Regions from separate parts of the Mus musculus genome. Here regions 1 and 2 are each linked to region 3. The links are chromatin contacts, called in public HiChIP or PLAC-seq and promoter capture Hi-C maps. All regions are on one chromosome and are shown on one strand. Each heading gives the region's core, a stretch centred on a gene start, on an enhancer-like site or on the middle of the called end of the contact. The rest is flanking DNA. Distances are from core to core; before and after follow the strand shown. Region 1 holds the start of Srprb (signal recognition particle receptor, B subunit). Region 2 overlaps Gm46128 (a long non-coding RNA gene). Region 3 overlaps Topbp1 (topoisomerase (DNA) II binding protein 1).

Region 1 (4,485 bases), core at 823-3,322, 150 kb after region 3:
GAGGCAGGTGGATTTCTGAGTTCGAGGCCAGCCTGGTCTACGGAGTGAGTTCCAGGGCAGCCAGGGCTACACAGAGAAACCCTGTCTCAAAAAAACAAACAAACAAAAAAGCTCCCAATTAAATGCTTTCTTCTGTATTGGTCATGGTGTCTTTTCACAGTAATAGAACAACAGCAACTATATATTTTATAGTCATTACAACCTACATATTTTAACTTCTAAATATCTCAGAAATTTTACCCTGTATTTCACACTTTCAGTGTTTGTTTGTTTATTTATTTATTTAATGTATGTGAGCACACTGTAGCTGTCTGCAGACACACCAGAAGAGGGCATCAGATCCCATTACAGATGGCTGTGAGCCACCTGATGTGGTTGCTGGGAACTGAACTCAGGACCTCTGGAAGAGCAACCAGTGCTCTTAACCACTGAGCCATCTCTCTAGCCCCGGATTTCACACTTTTATCCTGTGTTAGACTCCAAGTATCTTTTGCCTAAATACGACAAGAGACTCCCATTGATTCCCCCAGCCTCAGTCTTTTCTCTCTCCAGTCACAGTTCTCCACAGATCTGCCAATTATCCATGTCACCTTCAGCTTATTGTTATACTATGAGTAAACTCTGAGTTCTTCAGCATAGCACACAAAACCACTCCCAGGTCTGATTCCTACAAACTTTTCCAGCTGCCTTTCTGCCACTTTTGCTTCCATGGACAATCTAATCATTCTTATACATAGCCTGTAGCCAGCGACTCAGTATCTGGCGATGGTAAGGCCAACGGAGTGGCCCTCTCGAGTGGGCTTCTTCTCACCTGCCCTCTGCCTTTTGAGGATGTATGGAAATCGAAATCACATTGCGAACCTTCCAAACTCAAACTTTAACATCTTTGTTTCATTTCCTACCCAATCACTCACTGCCACACTAGAGAGGAAGGGAATGTCTCATTTCCTCTCTTCCTGGTACCTGCAGGAGTTGGGGTTTTATGTGGCAGTGCGACATTTTAATGAATTTGTTTAGCCTTTAAGTGACATCGACTTTTCCTGTCATCTCCCAGGCAGACCTGTACTTAAATACTTTAAAATAATGACAGCTACTTAATGACAGAGGCTGCAAATGGCCCTCGAGGCTTGGCCACTTCTGACTCGCAGAGATATTTTTAAATTGAAGCTCACATTTTTTTTTAAATGTTTCGATTACCCGATGAAATCTTAAGTAGAAGAGTTCCCATGAAGATCTTTTATAAATAAGTCCTCTTGAGAAACTGAAAAATGTTGTCTACTCTGGGCCTCTCAAATGGCCTACCTGGTTGAGTAGGCCTGCTTCCTTTGGGTGGGAATGATCAATCTATCGTCGACACCTCCACATCCTCCCGAGCACTGATTTTCCTGATTGCTTTTTAAAATGCAGTCATTTTTTTCCGTGCTGGACGTGTCAATGCAGGACACAGAATTCCCGAGTTTCCCACATGTCATTGGCTTTTACTCAAGCTTCTCTTCCGTGCGTCTTTTTCTGTTTTCTTTAGTTGCCGGTATAGGTTAATGCATCCTCCAAGATTCAGGTCCATCTCTAGCTACTTTTCTCTGACCTCATAAAGGACTTGATGTGTCTTTGTGGATTCTCTGTGACTCCATCACATCTTCGGTCACATCATACTGTGGTAAAATCTCTCATAAATTTCATCCCATGTAACGGCCGAGTAGAAATCCTCACCCTCAAATGAAGTTTTGTAGCCGTTAATTTTGCTAAAAGTCATCATTCTTTCAAAAATCGAAATGAAATGGGAGTAGAGGGGTGGGTTTGACCAAAAGACATCATATTCATTTATGAAATTCTCCAAAGATAAAAAATTAAAATGCAAAGAAAAAAAATTCCACAAAGCTATACATGTCTCAAAGCATGCCGATATGAATACACTCGCTAACTGGGTTGTAGAAACCAAAAAACTCCAACTCCCATCAGGCACTTAGCCGAGATACCCCTAAGGGACTACAACTCCCGTGATGCCCCGCGCCCCACCACGGCGTGGAGCCTAGAGCCACGTAACTTTGGCGGCCCGGGAAGACTACACACCTCTTTCATGGCTTCGGCGAACACCCGGCGAGTTGGCGATGGCGCCGGTGGCGCCTTCCAGCCTTACCTCGACTCCTTACGACAGGAGCTGCAGCAGAGGGATCCGACGCTGCTCTCCGTGGCGGTGGCTCTCCTGGCGGTGCTGCTGACGCTGGGTGAGGCGGCCGGCATTCACGGCGAGGGCAGGGTGGCTCGGCGCCGCAGGCCAGGGAGGCGGACGGCTGCGTTCCCTCTTCTACTACTCGTCTTCCAGACCCAGCAGTGTGGAAAGGGGACGCTGAAGTGACCTGGGTCTTGGGACAGGACTTACATGAGGCGGCCCTGTGCGCTTGAGCGCTGCGGCCGCCATCGTTCATTCCAACTTTGAGCCACTTGTGTCTGAACTGGGCTCTGAGATACTGGGGTACTAAGGTAGAGTAGAAATCCACCAATCAAATGTAGCAAGCCACTAATTTTTCCCAGATCCATCATTCTGTGTATACTTTTAGTCTCCACATTTGGATGAGGGAAATAGACGTGAAAAGGTTTACAGTTGATAGTGGCTGGCGCTCCGTGAGTTCCTAACAAAACTGACTCTAATCCGTGTGACAATGAAAGTAGTCCAGATGGACGCTTTGTTTTTTTGTCGTAAATGCCTACTAATAATGTCTTTAGAAAATGAAGGCTGCCTTTCTCTTCTCTGCAGTGTTCTGGAAGTTCATCTGGAGCCGAAAGAGCAGTCAGAGAGCTGTTCTCTTCGTTGGTCTCTGTGACTCTGGGAAAACGTTGCTGTTTGTCAGGGTAATGCTTTGATTTTCACCTCGGTTAGACTTAAGAGGGATGGGTAAGGCATTTCCGTAGCCCTGTCATCTTGCAGTTTATTTGGTACAGCAAGTTTAGGACATGTTTTTAAAAATATTTTTTTTTCTTTTTAATTATATGTATGTGTGTGGGTATATGCACATGAGTGCCTGTACCTGTAGAGGCCAGATGTGTCAGATTTTGTAGAGTCGGTCTTCAAAGCTGCCTGATGTGGGTGCTGGGAATTGAATTCAGGTCCCTTTGCTAGAAGCAGGATGGGATCTTATCCAACTTAGTTGAGTCTCCAGCCCTGGGAGTTAATTCTTTTTTTTTTTTTAAGATTTATTTATTATTATATCTAAGTACACTGTAGCTGTCTTCAGATGCACCAGAAGAGGGAGTCAGATCTCATTACAGATGGTTGTGAGCCACCATGTGGTTGCTGGGATTTGAACTCAGGACCTTCGGAAGAGCAGTCGGTGCTCTTAACCACTGAGCTATCTCTCCAGCCCCCTGGGAGTTATATAAAAAAGACTCTAGGAAAACCTGTAAAAACACACACACACACACACACACACACACATACACACACGATGCTGTTAGAATACGTGGTCTGGGGATGGGGAGGTGACTCAGTCTGTTTTCTTGCCTGGCAAAAAAATGAGGGTCTGAGTTTGGATCGGTGGCACATACGTGAAAGCCAGGTCCAGAAGTTCTTGTCAGCAATCCCAGGGCCTAGGAGGTATGGATCCCTGGAATTCCTTGGCTCACCACCACCCATGCTAGTTGGTTTTCTCCCCGGGTTCAGTGAGAGACCACAGCCTCACAAAAGGTGGCTGGCTGTGTGGTGGTGGTCCATGCCTTTAAAGCCAACACTTGGGAGGCAGAAGTAGGAGGATCTCTTCAAGTTTGAGGCCAGCTTGGTCTGTAGAATGAGTTCCAGGACAGCCAGAGCTGCACAGAGAAACCCTATGTCAGGGAAAAAAAAAAAAAAAAAAAAGCAAAAACAGTAAATAAATAAGGTGGAGAAAGATTAAGGACTCCCGACATCAACCAACCTTCAGTGTACATACACCTGTTAAAAAATGCATTACCAGTTTCTTGGGCTACTCAGAATATAATGGTTATGGACATACATTTTTTTGTTTGTTTGTTTGATTTTGTTTTTTTCCAGACAGGGTTTCTCTGTATAGCCCTGGCTGTCCTGGAACTCACTCTGTAGACCAGGCTGGTCTTGAACTCAGAAATCCACCTGCCTCTGCCTCCTAAGTGCTGGGATTAAAGGCCTGTGCCACCACTGCCTGGATAGACATATATTCTTAAGTGTAGCTTGCGTTCTTATTCTTTCTTTAAACAATCAATAAAGGATAAAGGAAGCCCAATAACTTTTGCTGATTTCTGTGACTTAAAATAGTCCCAGCATGGCTAGTTCTGAGCAATCCAGCATTATCACAATCATGACAAAAATTACCCTCCTTCGACAGTCTTAAGCTAGAGAGGCCTCCCTTTACTAACACTTAGTTTTATGTAAGCCAGTGTATTTTAACTGAACATGTTTTACTATGGAGAATTTACCCTCTTCCTTTGGAGGGTATAAATAATAATAATAGTAGTAGTAGTAGTAGTAATAGCTAT
Region 2 (4,678 bases), core at 1,194-3,693, 240 kb after region 3:
GCAAGCCAGGAGTGAAATGCACACACACACACACACACACACACACACCCGTGCCTACGGATTTCCCAGGGGACACTTATGAATTTACCCCGAATGTACCCACTAGAGTCTCCCACCGCACATTGAGCCCTCACAGGAAACTCCATGGAAGCAGCTGAGGTTCCACTTCACCTAGAGTTTAGGAAACAGTTGCTGAATGCTCGAATTAACCTCTAAAACTACTCTCAAATCAGAGTAACTGTTCTATTCTTGTGGTCTTCTTCGGTTTGAAGTCCCTGGAGTCGGAGGTCATCCCTCTGAGCATATAAGCATGCCAGATTGGGCACCAGACTAAGATAACTCAGACTCCACCCTACTTTTGCCCCGAGTGTGTTGCTGTCTCGGGATCCAGCATGGGCTGAGGAAAGTTTTGGCAGGTGTGTCCGACCCACTGTCCACAGGCCATATGCCTTGCAGGATAGCTTTGAATTCAGCACAACACAATATTGTAATCTTATGTAGAACATTATGAGATACTGGATGGGTTTCTACATTTTTTGGGGCAAGTTTTTGTTTATTGTTGTTGATCCCATTGCCTGGTTTTACATTGTGAAGTTTGTAGATTGCAATGTTGTGTCTCCGTAGCTAGAAGTTGGACACTCCAGCAGTGAAAGAACTACTCCTAAGCCACACCCCTCCCTGCCTGTGGAGGTCAAGGCATTCAGGGGGTTGGGGGGTGTCACACCTTCCACCCAGCATTTCCTCATCTGTACTGGTTCAGTCGGCTGGGTTGGCTCCTGCAGTCTGGGCAGAGCTACACAGCATGGTCTTCATGCTGTATGTGAATCCTAACCTTAGAATGCTTCTGCTCTCTTCCAAGTCTCTCCCTTACCCTTGCCATTCCTTTGTCTCTTAGGGGAAGGGATCATCTTTATTCTGTCCTGGGATATCAGGCATTTCCCATGTGATAGATAAAAAGAGCCACTATAAGCCTCTTTTTGGTAGTCTCACTAGAAAGAGTTTCTTCTGCATGGCATCTTTCTGCCCTTCCTGATGAGTGTGTTCTCTGGATGAGGAACATGGAAAGACATCATATCGCAGTGAACACACACCTGTCTTCTAATTCTTCTTTTATCCCCTCCCCCTTTTCCTCCTTCCCCAAGGCAGAAAACCCAAACTCTCAACACTTTCATTTCTCTTGAGTCTTTTGAATTCATATTTCAAACCCTGTCTTCTGACTTGCTCTTCCCTTCTCGCTGTACTCCCAAGATTCCTGTTGATGCATAGAGCAGAGCCTTTGGTTCCCGTGTCTGCTTAGCATTCCATCGTCTGCCCCAATTTTGAAACCATTTTCAGTAAAAATGTGTCCAGTTTTTAAAGCCTGAAATAGTTTTAGACTACATAGAGGTTTCAAAAAATAGTACAGGAAGTTTCTGTGTCTCTTCATCCAACAGCCCCCACGATAACATCTTACATAACCACGGTACCTTAGCAGAGCCAGGAAATTAACCATGGAAAGAGCACCCAGCCTTCTTTCTGCTTTGCAAATGGTGCAGATAGGACTGTTCTCTACCTGTCTCCTGGTGCACCTGCGGAAAGGTTCCAAAGCTCTGCAGAGAGGAAATACATCAAGGGCTAAAACCTGATGTATGTTGTTATCTTTACACCAAAGATCGCTGTCGGAACATATAGCTACCCCACCACCCATGTTTCTTCATGTTCTTCAAGAAGGGCTTGGCTATTTGCCCTTGGCTATTTCTTAATCGCGTTCTCACGCCCGGCCAGGAAGAACACAACAGACCAGAATCTTCTGCGGCAAAACTTTATTGCTTACATCTTCAGGAGCTAGGAGCGCAAACCCTCCGCCCCAAAAGCGAAAGCCCCTTCTATTTACATCTTTAGGAGCCAGCGCAGAGCGCACTCTATTGTTTACATCTTTAGGCAGCGAGCGAGCGCAGGGCGCGCAGAGCCAGAGAGATGCCAGCGAGAGAGAGAGAGAGAGAGAGAGAGAGAGAGAGAGAGAGAGAGAGAGAGAGAGAGAGAGAATGGCGGAAAACCCCGTCCCCTTTAAGGAGGAGTTATTCTTCGCTTAGGACGCATCACTCCCTGATTGGCTGCAGCCCATGGCCGAGCTGACGTTCACGGGAAAGGCAGAGTACAAGTAGTCGTAAAATACCCTTGGCACATGCGCAGATTATTTGTTTACCACTTAGAACACAGGATGTCAGCGCCATCTTGTGACGGCGAATGTGGGGGCGGCTCCCAACAGCTATTTACATAAAAACATAACTACAGATTTCTCTTCATTTGGAAGTCACTATGGGTTCACAAGAAGTTGCAAAAAAAGTCAGACCCGTGGGTACTTTATCTAACCTGCCCTACCCACTTCCACCATGGTAGTATCTTGTGTATCAAGTTCATTGTCGAGCCCGTATATAGACAATCAAGTACAAAGAGTCCCATCACCATGGGAACACTCCTGCTCCTGCCTTCCTCACACCTATCCCTTCCTCACTCTCAATCACTGAACTATTTCATTTCCTTAGACTCAAGAATCTGAACGAAATTATATTGTACGGAACATGGGGCGGGGGGGGGGGGGGGGCTGGGTTTTTTTTTTTTTTTTTCTTCTCACCTGAGATAACTCCATGGACAGATTCTGAGTTCCTGTTTGTATCAGTAGTCTACTCCATTACTACTGAGAGGTGTGCCATGGTGTGGACCACAGTAGTTTCTTCCTTCCCTCACCCACAACAGATGCCTGCATTCTTTGCATTCTTTGGATAAACCTTACCCAATGATAATAAGTTGTTCTTTTATATATATTAAATTTGGCATTCTAAAATGTTGGCACTTTTTTTTTGTCTACGATTGTGAGTGATGTTGTCCTGCAATTTTCTTCTCTTATAATATCATCATTTTCAGTGCCTGACAAATACAGAAGTGGATGCTCACAGCCATCCATTGGACCGAGCACAGGGTCCCCAATGAAGGAGCTAGAGAAAGGACCTAAGAAGCTGACAGGGTTTGCAGCTCCATAGGAGGAACAACAATATGAACTAACCAGTACCCTTAGAGCTCCCTGGGACTAAACCACCAACCAAAGGGTACACATGGTGGGACTCATGGCTCCAGCTGCACATGTAGCAGAGGATGGCCTAGTAAGACATCAATGGGAGGAGAGGCCCTTGGTCCTGTGAAGGCTCAATGCCCCAGTGTAGGGGAATGCCAGGGCCAGGAAGCAGGTGTGGGTGGGTTGGTGAGCAGGGGGAGGGGATAAGGAAGAGGGTGTTTTTCAGAGGGGAAACCAGGAAAGGAGATAACATTTGAAATGTAAATAAAGAAAATATCCAATAAAAGCAAAAACAAAACAAAACCAACAACAAAAATTAATATCATCATTTGGTTTGGATAACAGTCATGCTGGCCTCAGAAAATGAGCCAGGAAGTACACGGGCATCACCCATTTGTGGCAGGAGCTTATGTAAAATTGGAATTGTTTCTTAAATGTTGAACGGAAGGGCTGGAGAGATGACTCAGTGGTTAGGAGCACTTCCCATGCTTCAGAAAGACCAGAGTTCTGTTCTGAGCACCCACATCAGGCAGCTCATGACCAGAACCAGTGGTCTCTGATTCCCTCTTCTGGTCTCCATGGGCACTCACAGGTATATACTCACATAGACACACGTAAATATTTAAACTTTTTATGTACTTTTAAAAATTATTGTTAGTTTTGGTTTTCCAAGACAGGATTTCTCTGTGTAGACCTGGCCGTCCTCCATAGACCAGGCAGGCCTCGGATTCAGAGATCCACGTGTGTTTGCCTCCCGAGTGCTGGGATCAAAAGTGTGAGCAACTATGCTCAGCTAAGATAATTTGTTAGTGAAACAATTTTAAGTTGGATGGAATTATTGAATGAAGCCGTTGATTCTTGGTTTTCTTTATGGGGAGATTTAAAAATACCAATTCAGTTTCTTCAGTAAATATTAGACTTTTTGAGTTCTCTGTTCTCTTTCTTGATGGATCACCAACAGTCAGTGTCTTTAAAGGAATTTTTCCACTTAAGCTACACAACTTGTGTGTGAGAGAGACTATTTGTAATGTTGCCTTATTAATCTTTTAATTCTATAAACTGTCTAGTGATATGTCTCCTATTCCAGATTTTGGCAGGTTATAGCTGTCTTCTTCCCTGCCCCCAGTATTCTATCTAGAGGTCTATTGGTTGCCTTGATCATCCTAAACAATGCACTTTTGATATATTGATATTATTTGTTCGTTTCTCTTGTGTGAGTCTTGTGTGGACTACCACAGCTGCTCTGCTCTGAGCTTATAAATTCTGTGGTCCTGACATATACAGAAGACACTTTTTGGCCTCTGGACCTTACAGTCTTTCTCCTTCCTCTTCCACGAGGTTTCCGTAAGCCTTGGGGGAAGCGGATCAAACACATCACTTTGAAACCATAACCTTTGTGGTGGTTTGAGTGAGCAATGTCCCCCACAGTCTCACACAGTTGGGGTTCGGTCCCTGGTTGGAGGAGCTGTTGGGAAATTATGGAGTCATTGGATGATGGAGCCTTGCTGGAAGGAGTATGTCAGATGTCCCAGGCTTTCAGAGTTTATAGCCTTGTCCCATTTCTAGTTGGTTTTCTGCTCTCTGCTTGTGGTTGAAGATGTGACCTTCTCCACAGCTGCGGCCATC
Region 3 (4,840 bases), core at 181-2,680:
TAATAACAGCAATTAGCAGGACAAGGATGGGAGGCAAAGAGAGGCAGAGTAAGAGAGGTAAAGACTGATTCTTTTAAAGCATGATGCTACTACCTCCACTGTAGCCATACCAGATGCTAAAAGTCAAGTGACTATAAAGTGACACCAAATCTCTTCTAGGAAGAGTCTGATAGTGAATACCATGCAATTCTAGTACTAGGAGACAGAAGTAGGAAGCCCTGCAAGTTTAAAGCTATCCAGACCACATAAACTAAATGTATACTTAGCCCAGCAGTTACACTACTTCACATTGAAGGGAAGTCACCCAGGGGCTCTGTTCAGACAGAACGTTCTATAATAAGGGATGAGCTAGCTAACATGCACCATGACCTAGACACATGGACAGTATGCTAAGTGTTCCCTAAGGCCAGGTATAAAAAGCTCTCAAACTAAGGAAAGATTAATATATTCTGGGGACAAATAATAAAACAAGCTTATCTCTGTGGGGCTGGGGTAGAGGTCATTGAAAAGGGCCCCAAGGATGCTTGTTGAAATGAGGTCATGCTCTTGATACCAAAGGGTTTTGGAAGGCCATCATCTATCAGGAGGCTGACTCACATGATGGAACTGTTATCTACAAATTTCACTGTACAACAGCTCTTCTAAGAGAAAAGTAAACAAATACTGGATTCTAGTTAATGATACACATGCTAAGTATTTGAGGAGACACATGTTCTGATTTCCCCAAAACTCTGAAATGCATAAAAAAAATGAGAAACGGCTATGTAATAAATCAATGTTACTTGATTATATTAAAATGTTGCTTGACCTAGGAAGCAAGTATACAGTTTAAAAATCCATTCATTTAGGGCCGGAGAGATGGCTTAGCAGTTAAGAGCACTTAAGAGATCTAAGTTTGATTCTCACACCCATACTGGACAGGATACAGCCTCCTATAACTCCAGCTCCAGGGAATAGAACTCTTTTTTTTTTTTTTTTTTTTGAACTCCACAGACACCTCTATACACGAACACACACACACACACACACACACACACACACACACACACGAGCACACACACGAACACAGGTACACACGAACACAGGTACACACGGTAGGTCTGTTACTGTTAGGTAGGAACTGAGTCTGATTTCAATGGCAGCCAGTTCTCTTGTCTCTGAGCCAACTCTCTAGCCCCCTGCTTTCTTTATAGCCCAATATTTTAAAGAACTTGTAAAACATCTATAGCTACCCAGATTTTCATAAACCTGTCATACTTAAATTTCATGCTAAAAAGTTTACAGGCATCCAATATAGAAATGGAACTAAACTGAAAGACTAGAGAATGGCAGACTGTCAATTCTATTAGCAGCAAGCCAAGAGTAAATGTGTGGATGTTCATCTACAAACATACACATATCTCTAGAAATAAGGAAGTATGGGGCCAGCAAAATGACTCAGCAAGTAAAGGCGCTTGCTACCAGCCTGGCAACCTAAGTTTGAACCTACATGGTAGGAGAGAACCAACTCCATTAAGCTATCCTCTGACGAGCACACATGTGCCAACTCCCCACCCCACATATACACACAAGTAATAAAAATGATAATGATAAACGGAAGAGTAGAATGTGACAAACCAGCATGAGATAATCAGCGATATATTCTGTTTTCAAGCAGACCATGTTCTGGGCAGTAGCCTCTGCGATGAAAACTCTGCAGTCATCAGGTTTCAGTTTATTGAAGTCACAAAAGAGATGCGTAGCATCTTTAAGTAAAGGTTCTGGATGACCAGATAACACCTAATGAAAAACAGGAAGGGTTAATCCCCTCATGCTCCATAGCAGATGCTCCTCCCCTCAAAGGCAGAGGGCAGGGAGACATCACAGAAACCTTGCTGGACAAGTTGGTGCAAACCTGCCCCTAGGATAGCAGTAAATTAATTCAGGACAAACCTTTGCTCCTCCTGCCTGAAGAAGGCGTTTGAACCCAGCTTCTCGGGGCCGATCAACACGTAAAATAGCTTTCCAGCCACTAAATGCTCCCTATTTAAAAATAAGTACATGTAATTTTAACATACTAAACATTCAAAATGCAGAGATAATGCATGAATTTAATTGTTTAGTGTCAAGTAATTTCTTGTCATTCATCTATCTATCTATACACACACACACACACAAAACTCAGTGGGTTTTTTGCATATATTTACATATACTAAGTATCACTTGCATGCAGGGCCTACAGAAGTCAGAAGAGGGTGTTGGATCCTCTGGAAGTAGATTTACAGATGTTGATGATAGGAATTAAATCTGAGTTCTCTGGAAGAGCAGCGCAGGTGCCTTTACCCCTGGGCGGCCTCTTCAACCCATTATTAGTTTAAAAAAAAGAAAGAAAGAAAAGAAAAAGGACAAAGTTTCATAGGCTAGCTCTGACCTCTTGCTCTTCTCCTGCCTCCCAAGTGCTAGGATTACAGGAGTACCCTAGCAATCAGCAATTAGGAAAGAAAGGACATAATTTCCTTACTCAAAAGTATATAGACTCCTTAGAGAGAATTTGCAGACCTGGCTTAGGACTCCTGATGCTCTACCCTGAAAAGACAAGTTATCTTTAGAAGACCCTATCTTACAGTAACACAATACTTTGTTGTCTCAGGCAGGATTTCTACATAGCCTCAGATATCCTGGAATTCAAACATTCTCCTGCCTCTGCCTCCCTGCACAACAGAAATTTTAGTTCAACACAGAATGTGCAACTAAATATATCAATTATGGAATAAAAGACAATCAGAACTACTTGGTCAGGCATATGCTCTTTAAAACAAGTCACAATACTGAATCCCACAATAGTACCTCAACAATGCCGGATTCTTGACTTTGCTGGATTCTTTTCCTCCATCTCATTGCCGCCAGTGCGAGCTTCTGCTGGTGCTCAGTGACGTCAGGGAGAGCATCAAGTATGGAGCTACTTCCCCACTCGTAGTCTTCTTCCTAGAAAACCAGGCCAGTGAACTTGTGGGTTCCTTTCACAGCACTGTGCTAACTAAGCATGGGTATCTGGCCCCCAGCAGCTTGCAGTCTATCAAGATCAAAGCTGAAAGTTCAATCGTTACAGAGACACGAATGATAGAGAACACTACTTTGGGAACTCATTCCATTTATTCAGTTTTATGTGAAGAACCAGTACAGCTGGCTTTAATTAAAACCAGAAACTAATTTCCCCAAAACAAACCTTTTGGCCAGACAGCTGTATTTTGGCAACTTAGTAGCATACCTAACTTAGTAAAATACCCTAGTATTTGGCTTCATGAGAGCACAGCCTGAGGAGGTATGAACTAAGACAAGTCCCAAGGAGCTCAGATTGGAAGCTTCGGAAACGACACAGTAGATATTACCGTGATGCCCAGCTTGTTACAACTGCTTAATATGGATAAGCTAACAGCAAAGAAAAAGCCTTATAATGGGCTATCTTGAATCTGCTCATTAAGAGAAAATCATTTCAATAAAAAAGCACCGATAAATTAGGTAACAAAAAGTGAGCAGGCCACAATAAAAACTCATTTTTTTGTATGCCAACCAAAATATTTTAATAAAAAGGGATGTGAATAAAGCAGCCCGACCTTGCAGACTTTGTTCTGTTTCAAAGATCCTCACAGAACAGCTGTAATCTGACTGGCCACGTGTGGTCATTTAAACTAAATACACGGTGAGGGGATGACCAAGGATCTCCTAAGTCATTAACAAGAGAACAAACCTTCACAGGAATATGAATACACACCTGCACAAAGCGCCCAGCTGTCTTGCAAGCGTCTAGGTAGGAGCGATGAAGCACCCATTTACCAGCTGCCATAGAAGCTAAGTACTTCTCATTGCGCAGTGGGTAGCCCACAACCATGTGTGTGCAGCTGGGGTCAGAGCACTGCTTCTCGATCACCGACCCACCTTGTATGGAGAGAAACGGCATCTACTAGTTCTTAACTTTCTTTCTAGAAAAATGTTAACTGTGCATAAAAATTATTTATATAAAATGATCAACCTAGAGATGTAAAAGTAACATTCACTTTAATTTATCGCCCTCCATCCCTGCCTTCAGCGTTCCAAGATCTAGTGATTTGAAATGTAGATTGGGGTTTTATAAAAAATAAAACTTCCAATGCTGACCCGTGTATACAGTTGAAATTCAGGGCTTCATATATGCCCCCCCCCAAAAAAACTCACACTGAGCCATACAACCCCCAGTCCCACCCTTGACTTAAAAAAAATATATATATATATATTATTTATATGTATGTGTATTTTGCCTATCTGTGTACCTGGGTCTGTGAGGCAGAACAGACTCAATGTGTAGGCTTAAATAACTTGCCCATAGCCAGACAGTGGTGACACATGTCTTTAATCCCAGCACTTGGGAGGCAGAGGCAGGTGGATTTCTGAGTTTGAGGCCAGCCTGGTCTACAGACTGAGTTCCAGGACAGCCAGGGCTACACAGAGAAACCCTGTCTCAAAAAAAAAAAACAAAACCAAAAAAAAAACCAACAAAATCCAAAACTTAACCATGTTCTTTTCTCAACTGCCCTCCCCTTTACACATGATAGAAATATGTTTGCATTTGTATTCTAAATAAGTTGTAATAACAATGTTTTAAAGTAAAATATTGGAAGAAAATTGAAAAAAAAAAAAAGTAAAATAATGGCACCTAAGTCTTTAATCAGGCGACAGTAATCAATCCGCTCTTGAGAATTCAGAGACGACATCTGGAACACATACTGTTTTTTAACTTTTCTGTGCGTCTCCTCCTGTGTTTCAATCTAAAACACAATAGTTTTATTTTAGAAAAATATTAACATTAAAACTATTATCAGATATA

Evidence for each region. Promoter capture Hi-C pulls out the DNA fragments that hold promoters and counts their contacts. HiChIP or PLAC-seq counts read pairs in DNA pulled down with a chosen protein or histone mark.
Region 1: a contact with region 3 is called in a promoter capture Hi-C map of hematopoietic stem and progenitor cells. The contact joins the promoter of Srprb here to the enhancer-like site in region 3. A contact is called at or near these places in 11 of 39 promoter capture datasets (3T3-L1-derived adipocytes, the C10 cell line, HPC-7-derived erythroid cells and 7 more), 15 of 484 Hi-C or Micro-C datasets (B cells, CD8 T cells, LSK cells and 10 more), 1 of 115 datasets of contacts at active chromatin or transcription factors (stem cell-derived neural progenitor cells) and 4 of 9 other capture datasets (adipose tissue, bone marrow-derived macrophages, liver and 1 more).
Region 2: a contact with region 3 is called in an H3K4me3 HiChIP or PLAC-seq map of bone marrow-derived macrophages, with 4 times the contacts expected there. The contact joins two enhancer-like sites. A contact is called at or near these places in 5 of 484 Hi-C or Micro-C datasets (CD8 T cells, embryonic stem cells and natural killer cells), 5 of 115 datasets of contacts at active chromatin or transcription factors (bone marrow-derived macrophages, embryonic basal ganglia, embryonic midbrain and 2 more) and 3 of 9 other capture datasets (adipose tissue, liver and pancreatic islet).

The regions. Positions count from the first base shown.
Region 1 is chr9:103,199,652-103,204,136 of GRCm38.p6, reverse strand. Srprb (signal recognition particle receptor, B subunit) reads left to right here and starts at 2,072. Exons shown (of 7, transcript NM_009275.4): 1 at 2,072-2,225; 2 at 2,756-2,850. The coding sequence starts at 2,078.
Region 2 is chr9:103,106,171-103,110,848 of GRCm38.p6, reverse strand. The region is part of intron 1 of Gm46128 (a long non-coding RNA gene); the gene reads left to right. Among named protein-coding and RNA genes, the nearest start is that of Rab6b, 3.6 kb to the left of the region's middle. Within about 2 kb of position 2,443, at least 69 of the 459 cell types and tissues checked have an H3K27ac peak or open chromatin away from gene starts, as enhancers often do. A contact at or near this core is called in bone marrow-derived macrophages, where this site is marked.
Region 3 is chr9:103,343,866-103,348,705 of GRCm38.p6, reverse strand. It overlaps Topbp1 (topoisomerase (DNA) II binding protein 1), which reads right to left. Exons shown (of 28, transcript NM_176979.5): 23 at 4,670-4,781; 24 at 3,752-3,915; 25 at 2,827-2,964; 26 at 1,933-2,022; 27 at 1,618-1,779. Among named protein-coding and RNA genes, the nearest start is that of Cdv3, 19 kb to the left of the region's middle. Within about 2 kb of position 1,430, at least 22 of the 459 cell types and tissues checked have an H3K27ac peak or open chromatin away from gene starts, as enhancers often do. A contact at or near this core is called in bone marrow-derived macrophages, granulocyte-monocyte progenitors and hematopoietic stem and progenitor cells, where this site is marked.